3 separate regions of the Sus scrofa genome follow, and all the other regions are linked to region 2. The links are chromatin contacts, called in public HiChIP or PLAC-seq maps. All regions are on one chromosome and are shown on one strand. Each heading gives the region's core, a stretch centred on a gene start, on an enhancer-like site or on the middle of the called end of the contact. The rest is flanking DNA. Distances are from core to core; before and after follow the strand shown.

Region 1 (3,093 bases), core at 528-3,027, 270 kb after region 2:
TGTGTTTGTGTCTCTCAGCTCACTCACTAGATCCTGGGAAGCGAGACTCCTTTCTAATTTCCCCTCTGTTTCCCTGTCAGAGGGGCACGGCCATGGCAAGGAGCTGAAGAAAGAGCCAGGAGGCATAGCTGGCACTTACTGAGTGCTCTCTCAGGACCCTGCATTGTTCCAAGTCTTTCTTAAGTATGTGAACACCCCTAAGAGACGGGTGCCATCGTGACGCCTTTTCACAGATGCGGAGAGAGGTGTGTGCCATTAATTAAGGCCATCAGATGGCAAAGCACATGCTTCTGGAAGGCGGGAAGGAGGGGCACAGAAGACAGCTCCTGCAGCCAAGCTGTTAGGTCTCAACCTTGGACAGTAAAGAGCCCCAAGAGCTCCCCAGCGAACCCCCCAACCACAAGGCAAAGGACTGTTTCTAAGAGTGGCCCCTGTGGTTCAGGCTCTGTCCTAGGAGATACTCTAGGGTCTGTGTCTTGTGAAATTTTCAGGCTTCACAGGGAGAAGCACTGGCAGAGCCCTGGGGGCTAAGGGAGGAAGGGCCAAGGACAGTGAAGGACAAAAGAGCAAAAAGGGTGATTGAGGAAGACCGCCAGGCTGAAGTCCTCTGTCACGGTGGCCCCACGCCGCTTCCTCCTGATGGAGCTTTTGGGCAGGATGTGACTTGGAAGGGAGCGACCACTGTCCTTTCCTCCACCCCCCACCCCCACCCCCGCTCCCCGTGGAGGCGGGGGGGGGGGGGGAGGCGGGGAGCAGAGCTCTGTGCATCTCGCTCACGCGGGCCCATCTGCAGAAGAGGCAGGATGCTCCGAGGTGGGTCCCGGGTGCTGGGGGGCCGTGCCCTCCCTCTTTCCTTCCCCGGGATCACAGCCAGGGGCCCCCGCGCAGCCCTGAGGTGGATTCGAGAAGCAGACCTCGGGCAGCACGGGGCTCAGAGGCCAGAATCAGAGCTGACGCTGCCTGGGTCCTTCCCGTCACTCTCCAGGATGAGATCATTGAGACAATGGTTCCTAAAAAATAAAAGGGCCTTTCTGTTTCCCTTTCCAAATATGTTCTAGGACATTCTCAGAATGCCCCGGGGGATACGTGCTCTTAAACTTTCAACATGGTGAAGGCCTGGGAGGTGGTGGACCGCGACAAGAACGCTGGGAGTGTGACCAGCACAGGCCCGGAGGCGCCCATGGCCTCATCTCTCCGCGTCTGAGCTCCCGGTTTCATGCTCAGCCAAGGAATTCGAGCTTCACTTTTAGCGTCAGGGAGAAAACTAAAGATTGGTATTGACCAGTACCTTCTTTTTCAAAATGCACACAAAACATGCATGTTTCTCCTTACTCTTTCTTTTTTTTTTTTTTTTTTTTTTTTGAGGTTTTTGCTGCACATTTAGGAGTCAGAATCTGCATGATATTTAGGATGAAGAAAGGTTGAGTTTTTAATCTCAGAGCACAAGTTCTCGGGTAACTTTCAAGTTCCTCAGAATCTTCTGATTTTCCATCTGGTTCGAAACCTTAGTTCCATGTGCAGTTGGCAATGGCATTTTCTCCCACTAGCGACTTCTGCATTTGCTCTCCAGCCTTCAGTTGTGTGCGTGGCTGTGGGCATGGGTACGAGCACCCTTTCGGGCGCCCAGACCTTCGCGTGCTCAGGTCCCCGTTGGCAAGGGCTCCTAGAGGTGAACCAGAGTCCTCCCTCCAGGCAGGAGGCACAGGCACGGCCCCGCTCCTCAAAGTGCCGAGATCCAGGCAGTGTAGACGTGCAGAGAAGCTGTTCTCGGGGACATACCCAATACAGGAAATGAAAGACGGAAACGATGGTTTCAACCAAGTGAGAGCAGAACTGAAAGTCTGCAAATAAAAATTACAGATCCTTAATCACAATTTTCTCTCCGCACAGGCTGTATAAAAGCGTGCCATTCTCTAAGAGGCTTGCCATGTTTTCAAGACCTCTTGAGTCGTCGTGACTTCTGCCTCTTGACTTCGATTCGACTCCGCAAGCAATAAAACAGTAAAAGCACCTCATTTCCTGCTCTCCATGTACTGCATTAAGGAGGTATTTCTCCACCAGAGCTGCAGCTCCGAGGACCCTTCTGCCCGCCCGGCCGGGCTGCTCAGCTGGGTCCTCTCTCCAGACTTTCTTGAGGAAGCAGAGAAGCATCTCAAACCCCAGCTTTTTGGTTCATTTCTATGCCAAACATCTGGGGCTTGAAAAAGAACTGTGCATGGAGATAAAGTCACCACCGACTCTGTGGAAAGGAGCATTAGGCAAAAAAGAAGTCGGACACATTAATTAAAATGGAAGACTAAATGAGCTGCAGAAAAGGTCGTGAGCCAGGGTCCCCGTGTGGGATCCATCCCCTTCGGTTAATTCTCTCATCCTTCGGGTTCTTGCTTTTGACCTGCTGAATTTGCAGACTTAGGAAACAGGACATACATGCAAACAAGTTCCGGCAAGCAACAGCTCGCAAACAAGATGTTGCAGTGAAGGCTCAGAGAGGTCGAGGGACTCACCCACAGCCACACAGCTCAGACGTGGCCAACAGGGCTGGAACTCAGTTTCCAGCCCATCTCATTCTCTTGCCCCACAGGGCCTCTCAGGGCACAAGTCACTGCCTGACAATCCAGATTTATGTGGACATGCCTTGCATTTCTTCAGGGAGCCTCAGCCAGGCCTTCCCTCTTCTGTGAGGTCAGGGGTGTGGCACCTCTTGCATGTGTGCCCAGGAGCTTACGGAGAAACGTGTCCGGCCACTTTCCCGAGGCTTGACAGATTTTCCCACAATGGCGTGAATGGACAAGAAAATGCAGCTTTGCTTGACGGCCCCACCCCAGTGCCCCTCTCCTGACTCACAAGCCACCTGGGGTGCCAGCCCAGGAGACCCGGGTCACTGCCACGCCTCGATGAAAACCTGCTCCCCGTGAGCCTGGCTAACACCCCAGTTATTCGGCATTGCTGAGGGGTCACGGACAGTTTAGCTGTTAAAGGTCTGGGTGATGGGCTGGGGTCAGGGACACGGGCATGCTGGGCCTTAGGGACCACCATCCTGAAACAGGGACCGTAAATCCTGTGCTCACGGTTTGGGGGAGACTAACAGGAGGT
Region 2 (2,929 bases), core at 110-2,609:
TGGATGGACTTGGAGGCATCATGCTTACTGACAGAAGTCACTTTCACTAAGACAAAGACAAATATTGTATGCCATCACCTGTATGTGGAATCTAAAACAAACCAGTGAACATGACAAAAAAGAAAAAGACCCATGGATACAGAGAAGACACTAGTGGTTACCAGTGGGGGAAGGAGCAAGACAGGAGGAAGGGATTAAGAGGTACAAACTACTGTATATAAAATAAATAAGCTACAATGTTATCTTGTACAGCACAGGGAATTAGGTAACACTGGTAATAACTATAAGTGACGTATAACCTTTAAAAATTATGAATCTCTATGCTGTACAACTGAAACATGTTATAAATCAACTATATCTCAAATTTTTTCAAAAAGGGGGAGAAACAGTACAGTTTTTACAAGACGCCCACTGAATGTCTTTCATACATCCTCAGAGAAGTCAGAAATAGAAAGTTCCAGATCCCAGGAACATGGAAAACCTGATCCCAAAAGGTAAAGTAACATCCTAGACTTGGAAAACAGGAAATTCTAGATGGTTTTTGGCAAAACACACGAGGCCCCGCCTTCTGTGTGTGTGTGTGTGTGTGTGTTAGATTTCTGAGTCTGTGCATTCCTTCCAATCTGAGAATTCTCTAAGGGCTGAGCCTGCTGTTCTCGAGGCGGCCTAGGAGTAACAGTGGCAACAAAACAGCCTACCCAAGAAAGAGCAAAGGATACTGTCCTTGCCGCTGCTTCGCAGAATCGCACATTTCAAAACCCACCCTGCAAGACAGGGCATCTCCCCGACGCCGGGGAAGCTCCTCTCCAGGGAGAGGAGGGTGGCTGTGCTTGTGAATGGGCGCCTCTGTCTTGGGCGTGATGGCTGGATAAGCCACGCTCCTGGGCTGGGCAGGGCTGCGCATCTTGGAAATACATGTTTCTTTGTTGCGATGGCTCCCTGGAGATAACAGCAGCGGCCCAGAGGCGAACACCCAACCACAACTCCAACATCCACACGGAAGGAGGGCATCGGGGGTGGGGATGCGAGAAATTCCATCTGCATGAAGTGTGCTGGGAAAGCCTGGCTGGTGAGAGCACGCGGGCGCTTACGGTGTTGCTGTGACTCAGCTGCTGAAGAAATGTGTGTGCGTGGGGAAGAAAACAGACGGCAACGAAACGGAGGAGTCATGCTTCTCATTGTTAAGGGGAATATATAGAAAATGCTACTGAGCGCCTAAAGCTGAAACGGAATACAAAGCACACACATTTCCCTCCAGCCCCGATTCATTTAAAACGGGAGCTGGCCATCGAGGCACCCGGCACAGTCGGCGAGGTGGTCCACGGGCAGGCCGTGTGCTGGCGTGCTCCTGGGCTGACGACAAGGTACCCGCCCCTCCCCAGCTCCCAGGAAGCCGCCAGGAAGGCTGTGCAGAGCTGGGGGGCGAGGAAGTTAGAATTTAGCTGATGCTCCTGCCCAGCTTCTCCTCCACAACAGGCCGGGAGAAGCAGAGTTTTTGTGGGTGTGCTATTCAAACAGGCAGGCCCTTGTGGTTTGTCTTTTGTTTAATTTGTTACAAGATCACACAGATTTTTTCAACAGAGTTTCAGAAAGTGTCTTGGGAAATCCACAAAAACGAGCTGAATCATCTAACCCAAAGCAGCCAGCAGCACATGGGACCGGCTCCTCCTCTTCTTTCTCCTGAGAGAAAGTGCCCAGCCTCGGTCAGATGTGAGCAAGGACGTGGAGACGGACTCAGGGTCGGCCAGGCCAGCCCGAGCAGAACACCAGCCCTGAAGACCCGAGGACTTTTCCTCGATGGGGGAGGGCACGTGTGACACAACCTCCCCAGGCTTCAGGAGCCCGGGCTGGTTCTGGGAAGACTGCAACCCAAGCAGAGGCCTCCTACGGGAACCTCTCTCCCTCCCTTCTTCCCTTCTCCCCCTGGCTTTTTTTTTTTTTTTTTTTTTCTGTCTCTTGTCTATTCTAGGGCTGCACCCACAGCATATGGAGGTTCCCAGGCTAGGGGTTCAATCCGAGCTACAGCTGCCAGCCTATGCCAGCACAGCAACGTGGGATCCAAGCTGCATCTGTGACCTCCACCACAGCTCACCGCAAGGCCGGATCCTTCACCCACTGAGGGAGGCCAGGGATCAAACCCGCAACCTCATGGATGCTAGGTGGATTCGTCTCCACTGCGCCACAATGGAAACTCCCCTTTTCTTTTTTAAACTCAGGTTCAGCGCATTTCTACCTAAGTCTGCAGAGCAGGTTGTGCTCCTCTTGGCCTGGGGCCTGGCCCTCTGATTAGAGGAGGTGGTAGGTGGGGCCTGTCTGCTCACATTCCAGCCCAAAGAGAACGCGGCTTCTTGCTTTGCAACAGGACTGGGTTTCAGGCCTCCGAGAGTTCAAACCAGTCTTCAAAAGAGTCTCAGTCAGGAAGAATGAAAGGAACCCGAGAGTGGAGGAGTCGGTTGGTGTTTTGACACTGTCTCTTTTCATTAGAGAGTCACATTTCGGGGAGGGAGGGGTTTCCCCTTTTGAAAAATGCTCCCGAAATGCCTGACTCACTGCGCTCTTGCGAGCAGTCAGCACAGTGCCTGGGAGTCTGGGGCAGGACAACCGCAGCCGCCAGGGTTTCAGATGTCGCTGAGCCAGCTTTTCCCACGGGGCCAGAGGCCCGAGAGGGTCCTGCTTCCGTTCCCAAAGGCCCAGGCTGTTCCCCTCGTGGAACAGAAAGGGGTCCAGAGGGGATTCTGTGCCACAGCTGCCGTCTGTCCGACCGCATCCCGCCTCTAAGGCGCTGGAGGCGCAGGCTCTGAGTCTGCGATGTCTTCATCCTCTTGGCAGAATCTGGCTCAGAGCGCGAGGTGGGCGGAGAAGGGAGACACCAGCCCTCGTTACTGAGAGAAAAAGGTGGCAACCCTGAACCAGGAAGTGCCTGTCTCCA
Region 3 (3,166 bases), core at 85-2,584, 370 kb after region 2:
TCCGAAACAGTTTAATAAATACCCCGATCAGAAATTCAGTGACTTGTCTATGAACAAGTTTAGAACCTGGCTGTCGCATGTAATCCTCAAAAGGTACAGTGTACTTAGTGGGTCCGAATTCTCTAATAAAATGTGTTCTCAATTCTTTTTGCTATGGAGTCAGGATCACAAATCCAGTTAGGTTTGCTTAGACAAAGTTGTGTTTGGTTTTCTGTTCTCTTGCACTTCAGAACCGTGTTGGCATTTTAATTGTTACATCTTGATAGCAACATTTCTTTCATGGAAACCTTTTAATGGCAACTCACTCTTCTCTGAGCTATTTTAAGAGGAAATTGTATTTGAATGGTCTAAAAAAAAAATCCAGGGCTTTCTAGGGGATTTTGTCAGTTGGGTTTTCCTTGCTTATGATCTCATTGTCCAGGATTGTATAAGCTTCTAAGAATCAAAGGGATAGTGGTTTCTAATAAGTATACGCAAACACAGAACTATTTTCACTTTTATTCATATGCTAAATATATTCGCTCAACTGGCATGGACTTCATAATGAATCATGATGAGTCTGTTTGCCCTCCTCAAAAAAAAAAAACCCAAAAAAGCGATAAAATTGTAACAAAATCAATTCCCTTTGGAAAAGGAGGCAGCCAGTTTTCCAGTACTGCTTGCTTGCCATGGAAAACTCCCCCCCGACCCCGTCAGTGATAAACTCGCAGAAGTAAGTATATAAAAAATGTAGATGAAAATAGGTGTCATCCTCACAGGGTAAGGAGCTCATGAAAATTAAGCTCCTAGAGCAGTGCCTGGCGGGCGCCACGTGGCCAGTTAATCTCATGGATTGTCCTTATTCCTGACGCTCATCTCATTGTGTGTAGTCAGCCAACTTGCAGTAGCATAAGTTCTTGCTAGCTTTCTCTGCCCATGTTAAGATATATATATGTAATATGGCACATCTCTCTCTTTTTTTGAGTAGACTCATAAATGATGGTTTCAAATGGTTGCAGAAAAATCTGGCATCGTCTGGGGGAAGGAAATAATGCAAATATCCTCTGAAAGCCCACGTGAACTGTAATTTGAATGTTCAGTTCAAACAGATGACCGTTGTCAGGGTTCTCTGTTCATAGAATGTCCCTTGGAGGGTTATGATTTATGAAGAAACTGTTTTCCAAATGAAAGAGCAGAGCATCTCAATGGGGGAGGAAACCTCGAGCCTATAAAACACACATGCCGATGAATGTATAGGTTTCTGTAAGAAATGCATGGATAGTTCCCCCTGGTCGCCCTGATGAAAAACTCGTCTTGTCCGGTTGCATCACCTGTTGTGCCAACAGAGCGCTCATGCTGAAGTGGTGTTTGCACAGGACAAAGGAAAAGGGGAACTTGGCATGTAGCTGGTTTAGTGAAGCCAGTCTACCATTTCAAATCACCAAGGCCAAACATTCAGTTGGATGGATAGTTTTCTCTTGCTGAGACCACGAAGCCATTCTTTTCTGTCTGTTTGGTGCCAGTGAGGAGGGGGACGCACGAGGAAAGTCTCCACCACTCGACGGGGATTTTCTGCAGTGTATTTATGCGAGGTGAAGCTCAGAGGATTTTCCCTGTGTAACAGCACGTCAGGATGGCTGTCGGGTTTGCCAAAGATGCTCAGCAGCAGCGGTGACTCATCAGATAGAACAGCCGCCAGACACAGCCCCCCGGGAATACGATTAAGCACACATTCTCAGCTGTCAGATGCCTTGGGCTCAATCTCAGGCTCAACCCTTCACGAGCTGCTTGACTTTGAGACAGCTCCCCAACCTCTCTGAGCCTCAGAGGAGGCACTCTCCTTGGCAATAGGCTCTCTGGACCTGATCCCAAAGGCCATGGAAAGAGGGGCCACAATCACGTACACAGAGTGAGCAGAGCAGTGCCTCAGGCACAGTGGCCAGCACACATTAGTGATTATTAGACAATGAATAATGTTTCCTATAACTGCACTGAGATCATGAGTCATGTAGAGTATTTTGAGGAGCGGCTTCGCATTTGGCCGGAGATACAGATATGAACATCATGGCTTCATTCGGTAAAATCCTGGCAACACGGAGCCACTCTGAAGCTTCTCGACCATGTTAAGGTCTCAGATTCTAGAGCGAGCTCAGCAATCAGGTACCATCAGTTTAGACAGGGCTGTGAAGATCAGGAGTTTTAGATAAAGTCCACATGGCTCGGATATTAAATAATTCTCAAACTCTGGATTTAACTATGTCAGCATAATTCCGGGAGTAACCATTTAACCAATTGTTTCAGTCCGCTCTGGCTGCTGTAACAAAATACCACAGACTTCAACGACAGATTCATCTTCTCCTCGCTGTGGAGGCTGGAAGTCCAAGGTCAAGGAAGGTGCTGGCAGGTTCAGAATCTGGTGAGAACCTGCTTCCTGGCTTGCAGATGGCTGTCTTCTCCCTGTGTCCTCACGGGGCCTTTGGTTTTATGAGTGCCTTGCAAAGAAATTGCTGATATTCCTTAATAAAGATTGCTGAAAAATTGGAAACGTGGTTCTAATATGCATGCAAATCAGATAAAGAGCAGAGGTTCTAATATGGGGAAATTCCAGACCCAGGCAGACCTCAGAGAGATTTTGGGTTTGGTTCCAGACCACTGAAATAAAGTGAATATTGCAATAAAGCAAGCCACACATGTTTTTTGGTTTCCCAGTGCATATAAAAGTCAGACTACTATAATCTCTTAAGTGTGACACAGTGTTATACCTAAAACACATTCACACCTTCATTTAGAAATACGCTACTGCTAAAAATGCCAGAACAATCACAAGAGGGGCCGCAAAGATCACCAACCACAGGTCACCGTAACAAATATCATAGCACTAAGAATAATAAAGATTGAACTGTTGTGAGGCCTGCCCACGTCTGACAGAGACATGACGGGAGCCAATGCCATCGCAAAAATGACACCTGGAGACTTGCTCTTCCCTTCGGTCCGTAAAACACGTGTGTCCACAAAGCCCCACAAAGCGAAAGCCAATAAAATGAGGTGACATGAAGTCACTCTTAAACTCCGGTGCATGACCAGTGATAACGTCGCTTCCAAGGCTGCTTGGAGCAGAGACCGGGATGACACGGGCCTAGGAACTGAGCCGTGACAGTGACCAAGGCAAACGGAGCTTTAGGGAGAA

Evidence for each region. HiChIP or PLAC-seq counts read pairs in DNA pulled down with a chosen protein or histone mark.
Region 1: an H3K27ac HiChIP or PLAC-seq map of alveolar macrophages shows a contact between it and region 2. The contact joins two enhancer-like sites. A contact is called at or near these places in 1 of 47 Hi-C or Micro-C datasets (embryonic fibroblasts) and 1 of 2 datasets of contacts at active chromatin or transcription factors (alveolar macrophages).
Region 3: an H3K27ac HiChIP or PLAC-seq map of alveolar macrophages shows a contact between it and region 2. The contact joins two enhancer-like sites.

Annotation. Positions count from the first base shown.
Region 1 is chr10:66,508,470-66,511,562 of Sscrofa11.1, reverse strand. No RefSeq gene overlaps it. Among named protein-coding and RNA genes, the nearest start is that of KLF6, 22 kb to the right of the region's middle. Within about 2 kb of position 1,777, at least 23 of the 83 cell types and tissues checked have an H3K27ac peak or open chromatin away from gene starts, as enhancers often do. A contact at or near this core is called in alveolar macrophages, where this site is marked.
Region 2 is chr10:66,775,576-66,778,504 of Sscrofa11.1, reverse strand. No RefSeq gene overlaps it. Among named protein-coding and RNA genes, the nearest start is that of PITRM1, 220 kb to the left of the region's middle. Within about 2 kb of position 1,359, at least 19 of the 83 cell types and tissues checked have an H3K27ac peak or open chromatin away from gene starts, as enhancers often do. A contact at or near this core is called in alveolar macrophages, where this site is marked.
Region 3 is chr10:66,408,244-66,411,409 of Sscrofa11.1, reverse strand. No RefSeq gene overlaps it. Among named protein-coding and RNA genes, the nearest start is that of KLF6, 79 kb to the left of the region's middle. Within about 2 kb of position 1,334, at least 22 of the 83 cell types and tissues checked have an H3K27ac peak or open chromatin away from gene starts, as enhancers often do. A contact at or near this core is called in alveolar macrophages, where this site is marked.